Regions from separate parts of the Sus scrofa genome. Here regions 1 and 2 are each linked to region 3. Evidence: chromatin contacts called from public HiChIP or PLAC-seq data. All regions are on one chromosome and are shown on one strand. The core of a region is the stretch at or near the end of the contact, and the rest is flanking DNA. Distances in the headings are between cores, read along the strand shown.

The links. HiChIP or PLAC-seq counts read pairs in DNA pulled down with a chosen protein or histone mark.
Region 1: a contact with region 3 is called in an H3K27ac HiChIP or PLAC-seq map of alveolar macrophages. The contact joins the promoter of ECM1 here to the promoter of CTSK in region 3. A contact is called at or near these places in 1 of 5 promoter capture datasets (fetal skeletal muscle) and 1 of 2 datasets of contacts at active chromatin or transcription factors (alveolar macrophages).
Region 2: an H3K27ac HiChIP or PLAC-seq map of alveolar macrophages shows a contact between it and region 3, with 2.4 times the contacts expected there. The contact joins the promoter of ANXA9 here to the promoter of CTSK in region 3. A contact is called at or near these places in 1 of 5 promoter capture datasets (liver) and 1 of 2 datasets of contacts at active chromatin or transcription factors (alveolar macrophages).

Annotation. Positions count from the first base shown.
Region 1 is chr4:98,631,375-98,635,803 of Sscrofa11.1, reverse strand. ECM1 (extracellular matrix protein 1) reads left to right here and starts at 2,723. Exons shown (of 23, transcript XM_021089909.1): 1 at 2,723-2,847; 2 at 3,950-4,067; 3 at 4,184-4,248. It overlaps TARS2 (threonine--tRNA ligase, mitochondrial), which reads left to right and starts at 486. Exons shown (of 18, transcript XM_003355197.4): 1 at 486-624; 2 at 951-1,147; 3 at 1,457-1,580; 4 at 2,723-2,847; 5 at 3,950-4,067; 6 at 4,184-4,248. The coding sequence starts at 559.
Region 2 is chr4:98,240,732-98,245,169 of Sscrofa11.1, reverse strand. ANXA9 (annexin A9) reads left to right here and starts at 2,927. Exons shown (of 14, transcript NM_001243348.1): 1 at 2,927-2,976; 2 at 3,092-3,205; 3 at 3,676-3,766; 4 at 3,953-4,058. The coding sequence starts at 3,692.
Region 3 is chr4:98,389,873-98,394,549 of Sscrofa11.1, reverse strand. CTSK (cathepsin K) reads right to left here and starts at 1,524. Exons shown (of 7, transcript NM_214302.1): 1 at 1,401-1,524; 2 at 663-785; 3 at 422-577. The coding sequence starts at 1,523. It also overlaps a transcript of ARNT not described here.

The sequences.
Region 1 (4,429 bases), core at 1,474-3,973, 240 kb before region 3:
CGTTAAGCCACATGAGAACTACCAGAATGATATTATTATTCTCATTTTACAGATGAGAAAATTGAAGTTTAAAAGGAATTAATTTACCCCAAATTACGCAGTGATCCAGGATTTATACCAGGTCTGTCTCATTCCAGATTTATGCTCTTACCTGTTTCCTTCACTTCACATCCCGGTGAAGCCTGTGTAAAAGAAAACTTAGAGTTAAAAGGAAATAACAACCCCTTCTGGTCCGTTTTTCTCCCACTCTCTAAGTTTCCCTGCTTCTGTCCTTAAAGCCGCAGCATATCTTACTGCTACTTTGGTCTGAAACTCTGCAGGTACTGGAATTCCCTGTGTGCATCAGCTTAGGTCTTCCGGTCACCCGGAACCACCCACACCGCTGCTTGTGCTGTGTGGGGTATACCGCTTCGGAGTTCCTGGAGGTGGGGCCAGACTGGAGTGACAGCTATAACAACCAATAGGCATGGGTATTGTTGGGCCAGCAGCCAATGAAGAATCCGACAAAAGAGAAGGAGCGATCATTTATTTGAGGCTGTGTGACGGGTCTGAAGGAACATGGGGCTGTATCGGAGGTGGCGGCGACTTCGGCTCCCAGGGTTACAAGCCTGCGGGCTGCACACGGTGCGTGAGGTACCCAAAAGTTCCGAAACACATCGGACCTAGCGCAGCTGAAGCCCAAAGTATAGGCTCTCAACCCCATCTGACACCCCCTACTCCCGCCCTACGTTCGGGACCCGGCTACCGTAGCCCTTAGGTACGCCATCTTTTTCCTAGGGTAGCCGTCTGGGGAATGTAGCACTCCCAGCCTAGGGCCTTATACCTCCCATTCTTTTTTTAAAGACTGGGATTTAAGATCATGGCCACTTAAATGTTCTCACTTCCCACTACCCCCAAGCTCAATAAGGAATTTTGGGACCTGTGTTACCTCCTAACATCTTTTCCTCCAGGCAGCTGTGCCCACTCCTCCACACTGGTTGGTAGAGCGGCTTGGCTTTTTTGAGGAGCTATGGACCGCCCAGGTAAAGAAGTTAGCAAGCATGGCGCAGAAGGAACACCGGGCTATTAAGGTATCGCTTCCTGGAGGCAGGAAAGTGGATGCTGTGGCATGGAACACAACCCCTTACCAACTAGCTCAGCAGATCAGGTACCAGGCCTTCTATACCTACCGGGTAAACCTACCTCTGTACTTTGTTTACTTGAGCAGGGAAAGAACTCTGCATGTTTATTCCATCCCCATCAAGATAGCCTTTCCTGCATATTCCTTTTTATCTGCATTAGTTTTATGGTCTCTGACCTTTCTCTATTATGCATTGAGGGGAAAAAAAAAGAAAAGATTCCAGTGTTCTGGTAATACATTTCCCCTTCGCAAGTTTAGAGTTGCTAAGGATTAGTTCCTGTCTTCCTCTGTAGCTTGTAACCTTGTCTTTTTTTATCCTCACCCCCACTGTTGAAGTTCAAAACTGGCAGATACTGCAGTAGCTGCTGTAGTGAATGGAGAACCTTATGATCTGGAACGGCCCTTGGAAAAAGATTCTGACCTCAGATTTCTGACATTCGATTCTGCAGAGGGGAAAGCAGTACGTTTCTTCCTTATTGGGATATAGGGGCTGCTAAGAGATGTTTAAGTGGGAATTTCTAGCATTTTTTTTTTTTTGCCTCAGTTTCTCCATTTTCAGTTGAGAGGGAGGCCTACCATGGACTGCTTATCTTTTTTGATTTTTTTTTTTTTTTTTTTTTTTTGTCTTTTTAGGGCTGCGCTGGAGGCATATGGTGGTTCCCAGGCTAGGGGTCAAATCGGAGCTGTAGCAGCCAGCCTACGCCACAGCCACAGCAACACTGGATCTGAGCTGCACCTGCGACCTACATCACAGCTCATGGCAAACCAGATCCTTAACCCGCTGAGCAAGGCCAAGGATTGAACCCGTGTCCTCATGGATACTAGTTGGGTTTGTTAACCACTGAGCCATGACGGGAACTCCATATTGCTTGTCTTGACTCCTGGCTAAGCTGGAAACCTAGGATGAAAGTTTTTAGTTAGCCTGGGTCTGTTAAGCAGTGATTATTTGTGTTAGTGAAAGGGAGAGGTGTTATGTTGAATACAGAATGATAATATGCCAATTTAGCCCAACTCTTGAGACAAGCATTGTAAGTTGTCATCTTGTAGCATATATTGAGTTCTTTTTTAAATTTTTGTTTTATACTGGAGCAGGGTTGATTTAAAGTGTTGTGTTTCAGGTATACAGTAGAGTGATTCAGTTATGCATGTACAAATATCAATTCTTTTTCAGATTCTTTTCCCATATAGGTTATTACAGAATATTGAGTTCCCTGTGCTATACAGTAGGTCCTTGTTATGCATATATTTAGTTTTAATGTGGCTTCCACAAATGAGCACACTACCTGGCCTCCTTTCCTTGTTCATGTCAGCTTGGAGGGCATGAAGACTGACACTAGCCTCCCACTATGCTCTGGAACCAGGAAGCACCGAGGAGTGGGGCTTACTCTCTTCTGTGCACTGCTTCTTCTGGCTGCCTTCTTTTCTGGTCAGGTTGTTTGTTGTTTACTTTTTATATTTACTGGTTACCCTCAAGGTCACGTTCCCCATATTGTGGTAGTTATTCATGCTGGTTTCACACCAGCTTCTCTGAGGAGAGGATCAGAGAGCTAGGGGCTAAAGGAGAAGGTTATGAAATTATGAACTTCTTACTTGTGAACCCAGGTATTCTGGCACTCCAGCACCCATGTCCTGGGGGCAGCAGCTGAACAATTCCTAGGTGCTGTCCTCTGCCAAGGTCCAAGTACGGAATGTGGCTTCTACCATGATTTCTTCCTGGGCAAGGAACGGTGAGTAGTGCAAGGAAGGAGAATGATTTCTTTTTTAGAGATTTCACCATATTTTATTTTCTGGGTTTTTTTTTTTTTTTTGAGATATAATTGACAAAATTATATATTTAAAGTGTTCACTGTAAACTAGCTATAATGAAAAGAATAAAAATCATTATATAAAAAGTTAAAAAAAAAAAAAAGCGTTCATGTGAGGATTTGATCTGTGTACACATTGTGAAAGGATTCCCACAATCGAGTTAATTATCACATGCTTTTTTTTTTTTTTTTTTTTTGGTCTTTTCCAGGGCCGCATCCACGCCATATGGAGGTTCCCAGGCTAGGGTTCTAATCGGACCTGTAGCCGCTAGCCACAGCCACAGCCACAGCAACACGGGATCTGAGCTGCATCTGCAACCTACAGCACAGCTCATGGCAACGCCGCAAGCTTAACCCACTGAGCAAGGCCAAGGATCGAACCCGCAACCTCACGGTTTAGTCAGATTTGTTAACCACTGAGCCACGATGGGAACTCCTATCACATGCTTTTCTGTGTGTGTGACAGTGCTGACAATCTACTCTTAGCCAGTTTCAGTTGTACAATACAAAATTTATCAACCATAGTCACCATGCTATACATTAGTTCCTCAGACCTTATTCATCTTATAGCTACAAGTTTGTACCATTCACTGAGGTCCTTTTCTGGGTGGTTTCTGAGGCCCTTTTTTGGGTGCTCAGGCATGTTTAATTTGGAGGAGAAAGAAAGTTGAGGGGAGGGTCCCTCCATGCCTCAACTCTGACCTTGGTACCACCTTCACCTTTAGTTCACGTCCTTCCTTTTCTAAATCTGCTTGGAACTACCTTCTCTAACCTTTGTGAAGTATTCAACTTTTACTTTGTCCTTCAATACTATTCTTCTAATTTTGTTTGTCCAGATTGCCTGCACTCAGCGTATAATTTCATAGAGGTTTCACTCTAGTTGTAAATTTGTACCTGACTTCTTGTTTATGTTTTCCCTAGTTTTTTGGTCTTTGCCAATAATTTTAGATGTTTCTGGAGGGCAAGATTTCACCCAGGTGATGCTCCTTCGAGGATAGAAGCCAACTAACTCTTACCTTTCTAGGACAGTCCGGGGCTCAGAGCTGCCTGTTTTGGAGCAGATTTGCCAGGAACTTGCAGCTGCTGCTCAACCTTTCCGGAGACTAGAGGCTTCCCGGGATCAGCTTCGCCAGCTCTTCAAGGTGGGAAGGAGATACACAGGTTTAGGAGGATCATCTAGAAGCGTGAGAAGGAGCGGCTCTCTCCCAGGACATCTTTATGGACATAAAGACCTGTCTTCACTCTTCCTTTCTCCTAGGATAACCCTTTTAAGCTTCGCCTGATTGACGAGAAAATAACAGGTCCAAAGGCAACAGTTTATGGGTGAGAGTTGTCAGGATTGAGGGAAACAGGGAGAGGTGGGAATGCACTAAAGAAGGCCAGAAGTGGGATAAGGGAAAAAGGATAGAAGATAATCTGTTCCTCCCAAAAAAGAAATGGGAATTGATTCTTATCTCCCAGTGCTCTCTCTTGGAATAATTCTTCACTTCCTCTTTCTGTCCGC
Region 2 (4,438 bases), core at 1,678-4,177, 150 kb after region 3:
TACACCACAGCTCAGGGCAACACCGGATCTTTAACCCACTGAGCAAGGCCAGGATCGAATCCGCATCCTCATGGATCTTAGTTGGGTTTGTGAACTGCTGAGCCACGAAGGGAACTCTGATTTGTTTGTTTGTTTGTTTGTTTGTTTTTCTCATATGGAGTTTTAGGCCAAGGATCAGACCCGTGCCACAGTTGCAACCTACACTGCAGGATCCCTGGCCTTGCTCAGTGGGTTAAGGGTCCAGTGTTGCCGTGAGCTGTGGTGTAGGTCACAGATGCGGCTCGGATCCCGCGTTGCTGTGGCTCTGGCGTAGGCCAGCGGCTACAGCTCCGATTCAACCCCCAGCCTGGGAAGCTCCATATGCCATGGGAGCAGCCCAAGAAAATGGCAAAAAGACAAAAAAATAAAATTAGAGTGTAGTTGATTTACAATGCTGTACCAATTTATGCTGTACAGCAGAGTGACTCAGTTATACATCTTTATACCTTCTTTTTAAAAAATAAATTATTTTCCATCATGGTCTACCCTAGGAGATTGGATATATTTCCCTGTGCTATACAGTAGGTCCTTATTGTTTATCCATTCTAAATGTAATGGTTTACATCTAGTAAGCCCAAAGCCTCCATCCCATTCCCTCCCCTCTCCCCCTTGGCAACCACAAGTTCTCCATATCTGTGACTTTCTTTTTTTTTTTTTTTTTTGATATTTTAGGGCTGCACCCTTGGCATATGGAGGTTCCCAGGCTAGGGGTCAAATTGGAGCTACAGCTGCCGGCCTACACCACAGCCACAGCAATGCCAGATTCTCAACCCACTGACTGAGGCCAGGGATCTAACCCTCAACCTCATCGTTCCTAGTCGGATTTGTTTCCACTGCACCATAATAGGAACTCCTATACTTCTCTTTCTGATTTACTTCACTTCATATGAGAATCTCTTTTTGCATCCGTGTTGCTGCAAATGGCATTTTTTTTTTTATGGCTGAGTAGCCTTGCATTGTATATATGTACCACGTCTTCTTAATCCATTCAACTGGACGTTTAGGTTGTTTGCATGTCTTGGCTATTGTGAATAGTGCCACTATGAACATAAGGGTACAAGTATCTTTTTGAATGAAAGTTTTGTCCATGTATATGCCCGGGAGTGGGATTGCTGGATCATATGGTATTTCTATTTTTAGTTTTCTGAGGAACCTCCATACTGTTTTCCGTAGTGGTTGTACCAATTTACTTTCCCACCAACAGTGTAGGAGGTTCCCTTTTCTCCACACCCTCTCCAGCATTTTATTAATGATGGCCATCAGGAAATGTTCTTTTATTATCATATTTCCTTGTTCAAAAAGATTTATTCAGGACTCTCAGCCTCAAAGAGGTGTGTTGCATGTGGCCGTGATGCTCTCCCACTTCACAGAAGGGAGGCTCAGCAGAACAAGCCTCGGGGATCCGGGAATCACAGGTTTAGATGCCTTCACTGCCCAGGAGCCGGGTGATAAGGACGCATCCATCAGGAGCAGAGAGTCACAGTTCTGGTCTGGGCTTTCAAAGAAGGGCCTGCTGGTCTCGGAGGGTCTCCTGGGGAGGTGGAGGGTGGCTGTAGCTCTCTCAGGTCACAAAGGCTGGCAGACGATGCAGCCGACACAGCCCACGCGAACTCTGACTGGAGGCAGACATCCTGGGTCCCTGACTCCACCCAACAGCCTGTTTTCTACTTTTTTTTTTTTTCATCTTCAGATATTTTAATTTCACAATATTCAATCCCTCATGAATATTTTGTGGTGACCTCTGTTCAACTGTTTTCTACTTTAACGGGAGAGAAAAGTGAGGAGCAGTGATTGCCACCATGGAAATCTCCCTTCGTAGCATCTCCTTAGGCCAGGCTTCTCTGAGGAAGAGCTGCAGGTCCCTCCTCAGGGATACAGGAAAACCAGTGATGACTTTCCCAGAGTGGAAGAGTGACAGAGGCATGGAGACAGCCCTCTAGCTTCTGTGTCCAGCCCTTGCCTGATCTGTCTAGGGCGGCCGGAAGGAGACGGCTCCCAGACCCTAGGGAGCCTGCTGTGCAATTTGACTAATCATCTGCTCGGGGCCCCTGAGGCTCCCCAAGACTGTTCACCTGCTGCTCTGTGCACCAACAGCCTCCAGCCCAGCTGCTGGGGTTGCATCACCTGCCGCTAAAACAGCCCTGGCAGCCAAAAGGCAACAGAAGGAATCTAAGACCCAGGGACCTAGGGAGCCTCTTTCATATCCCTGCTGCCTTTGGGAGCAGGGTGCTTCTGTCCACAGGGAACACCCTTTGCATTTTCCCCCCTTGACTCTGCTGATCTGCTCCCACCCCCCCGGGATACCTGTGCCCTTCCCTCCCCAGAGATATACACACACCCCCTCGCCCTGCCCACTCTGCTGCTCCCTCCCACTTACTCCCACTCACTACTGCTCTAATAAGGCAGTGTAGTCCAGGGAGTTTCCCGGGTTGGGACCCCTCCTCTGGGGTGCAGGCTGGGGTGCCCTCCTGGTATGTGGCCCAACAGGTTTTTCTCTATCAGCCTCCAAATCAGCCTGGAGCTTGTCTGACCTGCCCCCCAGGGAGCTGGAGTCAGAGGCAGAGCCAGGTCAGAAGCTGGACTTAGAGACTCGGCTTCTGTGGTCCCACCTGGCCCCGCACGGAAAGCAATGCACAAAAGGCTCCTGTGTCCAGGGCTGAGCTGCTGAGAGGCCAGCAGAGTTCTCTCAGAGGGGTTGAGGCCCAGTTCCTGAGAGGAGAGCTGTGGGAAGGGAGGTGTTTGCACACGGGACCCGGTACAGCCTGGTCCTCTCCCACACTTGGGAGGGGCCAGAACCTGAGAGGACAGCCTGGCTGGTCTGCTGGAGAGGTCATCTGACTGGTATTCAGCTTGGGCTGCACACGCCCCCCTCTCTGACACCAGGCCACACAGGAGCTGGTGCCCACATCAGGCACACCGCGCCCCCAGCACCTCTGGGTAAGCACTGGACCTGGGCTCTCAGGCTAGAGGGTTAGGGGGGACTTGGGGCTCTCTTGGGGGAGGAAGAAGGGAGTTCTCCTTTTCCAACATGAGTGTCTGCTTGCCTCTCCAGGCACCCATGGACCCACAAGAACACATAATCACATCTGCACAGAGACTGCACCTACTGACCTAAACATCCCAGCCAGAGACCCTGAGGGTGAAAGGCAGACAGCCCTGTGGGCAGGTGGCCGGCCTTACTTGTAGGCTGGGCTGAGGTGGGGGAAGGGGCTGTTATCTCCCATCCCACATACTTAGTCTTGCCACCTCGCCTCACCTCCCCAACAACACAGCGCCAGGAGCACCCAGCCAGGCCATACAAGGAAGGGACGTGGACCTCAGAAAGGGGTCATCCACCTTAGACCGACAGTTGGGGAGCCTTGGGATCCACCCTAGAGTCCGGGAGGGTTTGTTTGGTCCTAGTTCTAGCAGCATCCCTGATCAAGCCTTGCTTCCTAAAGGACGGTGAGTCAGGGGGAAGGTGGGGGCTCCCCTCTTTCCCTCCTCTTGGCCTCTCAAAACTGCCCAGCAGGTTGTTCTTTTTTCTGCAACAAGGGAAAGGAACAGGCAAAGACTCTGGGACTTGGGCGGGGGGGATGCATAAAGAGTCCCGGGAGGATTGGGATGTCCCCCTGAACTGGCTTCTGTGTCCCTCAGGGCAGCCAGACGCACCATGTCTGTGACCAGTGGGAAGACAGGAGCGTCCCTGACTGAAGAGATCCTCAACCACCTGGGCCTTGCTGACAAGGTAGGGGCTTCTGGAATGGTAGGAATTTTGTTGTTGTGGTTGTTGTTAAATCAACCCAGGGGCTGGGGGAGTGGGGGATGGGGAACAGGAAAAGGAGAGCCCACCTCAAGGCTGTGCCAAGGGCCTGGCCGCGGCACTGGGGAGGGGCACGGGCAGATGCTGGCACCCCCTACCATGGTCTTACAGACTGCAGCTTGGGGAACCCTGGGCACCCTCGGCACCCTCAGGACCTTTCTGAGCTTCAGCGTGGACAAGGATGTGCAGAGGCTGCTGAGGGCCATTGCAGGCCAAGGTGAGCGCCTTTCCCTCCGCACTCGGGCATCTACCCTTAGAAACCAGTCAGGGGACTTCCCGTCCTGGTTCAGCGGTTAATGAACCCAACCAGTATCCATGAGCACGCAGGTTCGATCCCTGGCCTCTCTCAGTGGATTAAGGATCTGGCGTTGCTGTGAGCTGTGGTGTAGGTCGCAGACACGGCTCAGATCCCGCGTTGCTATGGCTGTGGTGTAGTCTGGCGGCTACAGCTCCAATTCGACCCCTAGCCTGGGAACCTCCATATGCCACGGGTGCGGCCCTAAAAAAGACAAAGGAAAGAAAAAAGAAACCAGTCAGGAGATCAAGAAGGAGCCAGGAAGAAGGAACTGACGGTACTCAATAGATGTTTGTGGAATG
Region 3 (4,677 bases), core at 275-2,774:
TGCTTACAGCAATACCACTTATAAAAATAGACAAACCAGAAATAACTTAAATGTACAAAAATAGGTGATGAGGTGTTCCTGCTGTGGAGCAACAGGATCTGTGGCATCTTGGGAACCCTGGGATGCAGGTTCAATCCCAGGCCAGGCACAGTAGGTTAAGGATCTGGCATTGCTGCAGCTGCGGCTCAGGTCAGGTCTGATCTCTGGCCAGGGACCTCCACATGTCACAGGACAGCCAAAAAAAAAAAAAATGCTGATGAGTTAAATAACAGAATAGGCTTTATTTATTCTCTTAGCAGGGGAAGAGGTAAATTAATTCTTTGCCCTCTCTCCTGGTGTCCTCCTACCTTAAGATAAAGAAACAGAAAAAGGAAGCAGTCATGCCAGCTTATATACTCACACCCAAGAAAAAAGAGGGTACCTGGTTTTTGACAGGAGTAACATATCCTTTCTTCCGATAATCAATAGAGTCTGGGGTTCTGCCTTCCCAGTCTGGGATATAAAGGGTGTCATTACTGCGGGAATGAGAGGGGGGTACTTTGAGTCCAGTCATCTTCTGAACCACTTCTTCACTGGTCTGGTACAAAGAAGAAAGAAGCCAGGCATAAGAAAGGAACCAAGGCAAACAGGGCAGATAGACCAGGAGCTGAGGCTCAACTCACCATATCGCCCAAGTGGTTCATGGCCAGTTCATACGTATGAACCCCAAGAGAGGCCTCAAGATTATGGATGGAAATATGCTTCAGGTTTTTTTCCCAAATTAAACGCCGAGAGATTTCATCCACCTACACAGAGCATTGTCAGTATTGGCATAGACTGTATCCTGTGTAGAAAGTTACATACCTAATACCATGCAGGTTTTTAGGAGAAGAGATTAAATTTAAAATCACAGAAGTTTACAATCTAGTTGGGGAAATAATCATGGGATTGAGAGCATACAAAGAGAAATACGTAAACAAATGCAAATAATAGGATACAAACCTCTAGAGAGATGTATAGAAAAAAAAAAAAACTGCTTACGGATTAATCGCATTAATCTGAGAAGCCTTCCCGAAAGAGAAATATAAGGCAGTTATAAAGAAAAGGAAGGGTAAGACTTGATGGAGGGTGAATAGAGGATTAGGAATGGAAAGTATATGTTAAGGAGTTCCCTGGTGGCCTAGTGGTTAAGGATCCAGCATTGTCACTGCCATGATACAGTTTCAATCCCTGGCCCACAGGACTTCCACATGCCACAGGTGTGGCCAAAAAGAGAAAAGTGTATGTTAATAGTCAGGGAACAGGGGCAGATTTGCTTGAGGTAATTAAGGTATTGGGTTGAGGAAGGGAGTCTGGAACCTAGGATTGGAGGTCTCAGGTTCCAGCCCTCCCACCATGTTCCCCTCCAGGTTCCCAGGCACCTTGCTGTTATACTGCTTCCTGTAGGTCTTCTTCCATAGCTCCCACTGGGTATCCAGTATCTCCTCAGGGTATAGAGCAGAGCTCATCACAGGCAGCAGTAGTACAACCTTGAGCCCCCACATCCTGGGGGAAGGAGATAATTAGGGGAGACACTTCTATTTGCCAAGGGGTTCCTAACCTGGCTTGGGAATGAGGAAATAGCTGGAACCATATTCTCAGACCAGTAATTCTTAATCTTTAGGTCACAGACTTCCATGAGAAGCTAACAAAAATTTGCAACCCACTGTAGTCCCTCTCACCAGAAAAATGAATGCACACACAATAATTCTGGGGAGTTTATGAACCCAAAGTTAAAAACCCCTTTCTCTGAAACATGAGGCAGAAGAAAACTAGGCTTTGTAAGGAAAGCAGAAAAATTGAGGGTGATTTCCATATGATAAAACAAACAGTGATAGGAAGGGTCTGGGTTTGGATGGAGTGCTGATACCTCTGGTTCCAAGTACTTTGACCTAGGAAGATTCCACACACACACACTTGCACAGACAACCAGAAAAGGTTTAGAAAATGGACAATCAGGATGAGCACAAAAACTGCTCCAATGTCCATGCAGACTTGAAGGAGATGGAAAAAACAAATGCAGGATGGGATGAATGGGTTGGAGAATATACACAAAGGAGAGATTTCCAGCTAAGTTTTTGCTTCCTGATCATTTCTAGGCATTCTTTTGTTCTTTGCCTAAATTCTGATGCTTCTGATCTTACCAGGAGAGGACAAGGGAAATTTTGACAGCATTTCCTTTTCTCTCTCAGGTGTATTCTGTCTTCTTAGGTATTTCTTCCTCCTTTCTCTTCAGGAAACTGTCCTAATCTCAACCAGCTGCTGTGGGCAGGAAAGCTTTTCTTTCTTTTTCGACCAAAACCCCTACAAAACCCTCTGCATCTGCCTCACAGGACAAAAAACCTCAGAACCAAAGTTTGCTAGAAGAACGTTAGACAGAAAAGGAATGTTCTATGATCATTAGAGACACAGCTTTTCAGAAGTTTAGCTTCATTCACTTCTTGTGGTGGCTTGTAATTATGTGTCCTCCATTTTAAGCGCAAGTTAGTCTGTAGCAAGTCACACAGCTTGCATAATTTTCAAATTACGTCCATTTTTGTGCGATCTTTGCAAACTGACAAAATGTCCAGCACAACATTTAGTATCTGGAGTATTAAGGGGCACTGAAATGTCTTGAAGAGTAGGAAGTACTGAGCTACCACCTCCCAAACCTCTCTTCCTGTTAGTAAATTAACCCTTTGATATCTTTGGCCCAAACAAAAACCCCAAGAGGCCACTCTTTGAGGGTTGGGCAAAGGATCCTCTATATTTTTTGCTTTCACTAGCAACCACATATACGTATTTACAAATCATAAAAGGAGTCCTAAAGATTTCCAGACAGATTTTATTTGTCCAGGAAATGACCTAAGAAGGGCATTAGTTTTCATCCACAAAGCCTATAAAGTTCATTTTGATCCCCAAGTCACTATGTTCCTAATTTTCCTAAAAATGGAGAGCTAGCAGGAATGAGAAGCTAAAAGACAGAGTAAGTTGAAAACGTTACCTGCTGATGGGGATCTGTTCTCTGGGCTCGTCGCGGCAGGGAAGTGTGGATAATGTGGACGGATGACTAGGGGCGCTGGATTTATTCCATCAGGATTGCGGAAGTCAGCTCTAGCTGCTGGCTGGAAAATTTGGATAGGGGAGGGCAGTAGGGATAGAAATGCTGAAAGAGAGATTAGGGAGGAGGGAAGGAGGCAGGGGATTTGCATCGTTTCTGTGTGAATGTGGAGCACGTGGGCCAGGGTGCGGAGTTGTTAGGTATTTACTTTCACATTGCTGTCTGCCTTTGAGATCAGACCAAAAAAAAAGGCTTCAATACATATTACCCAAGTTGGGGGTTACCTTCTCTTTGGGGGACAAATACAGTCCTAGTCTCTCCCATCTTTCACTTTTATTACATGATATATATATATATATATGTGTATATATATATGTTATAAATAATATTTGGGGATTACATCTATTATTATCCTTCTCTCCTAATTTTAAACCTCAATTTTTGAATGTGTGTATTACCCTCACATCAGGAATGAGGAAATGAACACAAAAGACTAGAAAAGAGTATGTAAGGGAAGCCACAGGCTCCAAAATCATTTGTAATCAGTTGGTTAAAAACTGTCATTGCTTTCAGGAAAGGGAAAAGCTTTCCCAAATTAACACGGTTTTGCTGAGGAAGGATACGCCCAGAAAGGCCAGATGAAACCAGTTCCAAAAGTAACCAAAAACAGTACTCCTGGTTATTTATCACAGCACTTGAATCAACACAAGCACTGACAAATTCACATGTGACTTCTTCGTTGCTAAAACTCTGATGGTAGGATGCCTGATGAACTTTGTCTCTCTCAATTATTAAAATCCCCAATCCAGGTCCAGTCATATGAGTGTCTCCAAATGCTTCTCCCCCCAACACCCAGGCATGTGACAGATCATAAGAATCTAGTTCATTCCCAAACCACATCCCCAAATGTTTTCTTCCATAAATATGTGGGGGGTGGAGAGTAAAGAGGGTCTTTGGAAAAAGGATAATACATGGAATCTAGATTCATTACTAGCTGGGTTACATACACAGACCCTCAAGAACACGCGTTTATACTTACAGGTTTTAAGATTTCCTAATAAAAACACTGTCCTAGAGGGAGACCAGGTCTAGACTTGAGTAGTTTTAAATCTCCCCATCCCTAATTTCTTTAAATTCAGAAGAGAGGACATACTGAGGGAAGGAATCTAGATGTGCCTCCTGATCTCCGGTCCCAACTGTCCCCCTCTCCCAAGGACCTGGGCAATCCCCCAACCCTCATCCCATGGTCAGATGTCCCTGATGATTTTACTCAGGATGAGTCAGGATCAGGAGGACAACCAAGGAATGCTGAGTGATCAGAGCCCTATGATTTCTGATTCCTGAAATTATAGACATGCTGTGCTTTATGTTTGTATATCTGAAGATCATGCTATGGACTCAACTGGCTGTGGGTGTTTGTTTTTTATGAGCTGGGAAGGAATAATAAAGATGAAATCAAGATCACACAACACAAGAGAGTTTACAAAAGGAAAAAATATTTTGTTTTAAAATCTTTGCTACATGTCATTATTTTTGCCACTGTTGTAAGGCTCAGCACAGATGCCAGCAGTACAGAAATGGCCAACAAGAAGAAAAAAAAAAAATCAAAAATAAAACCC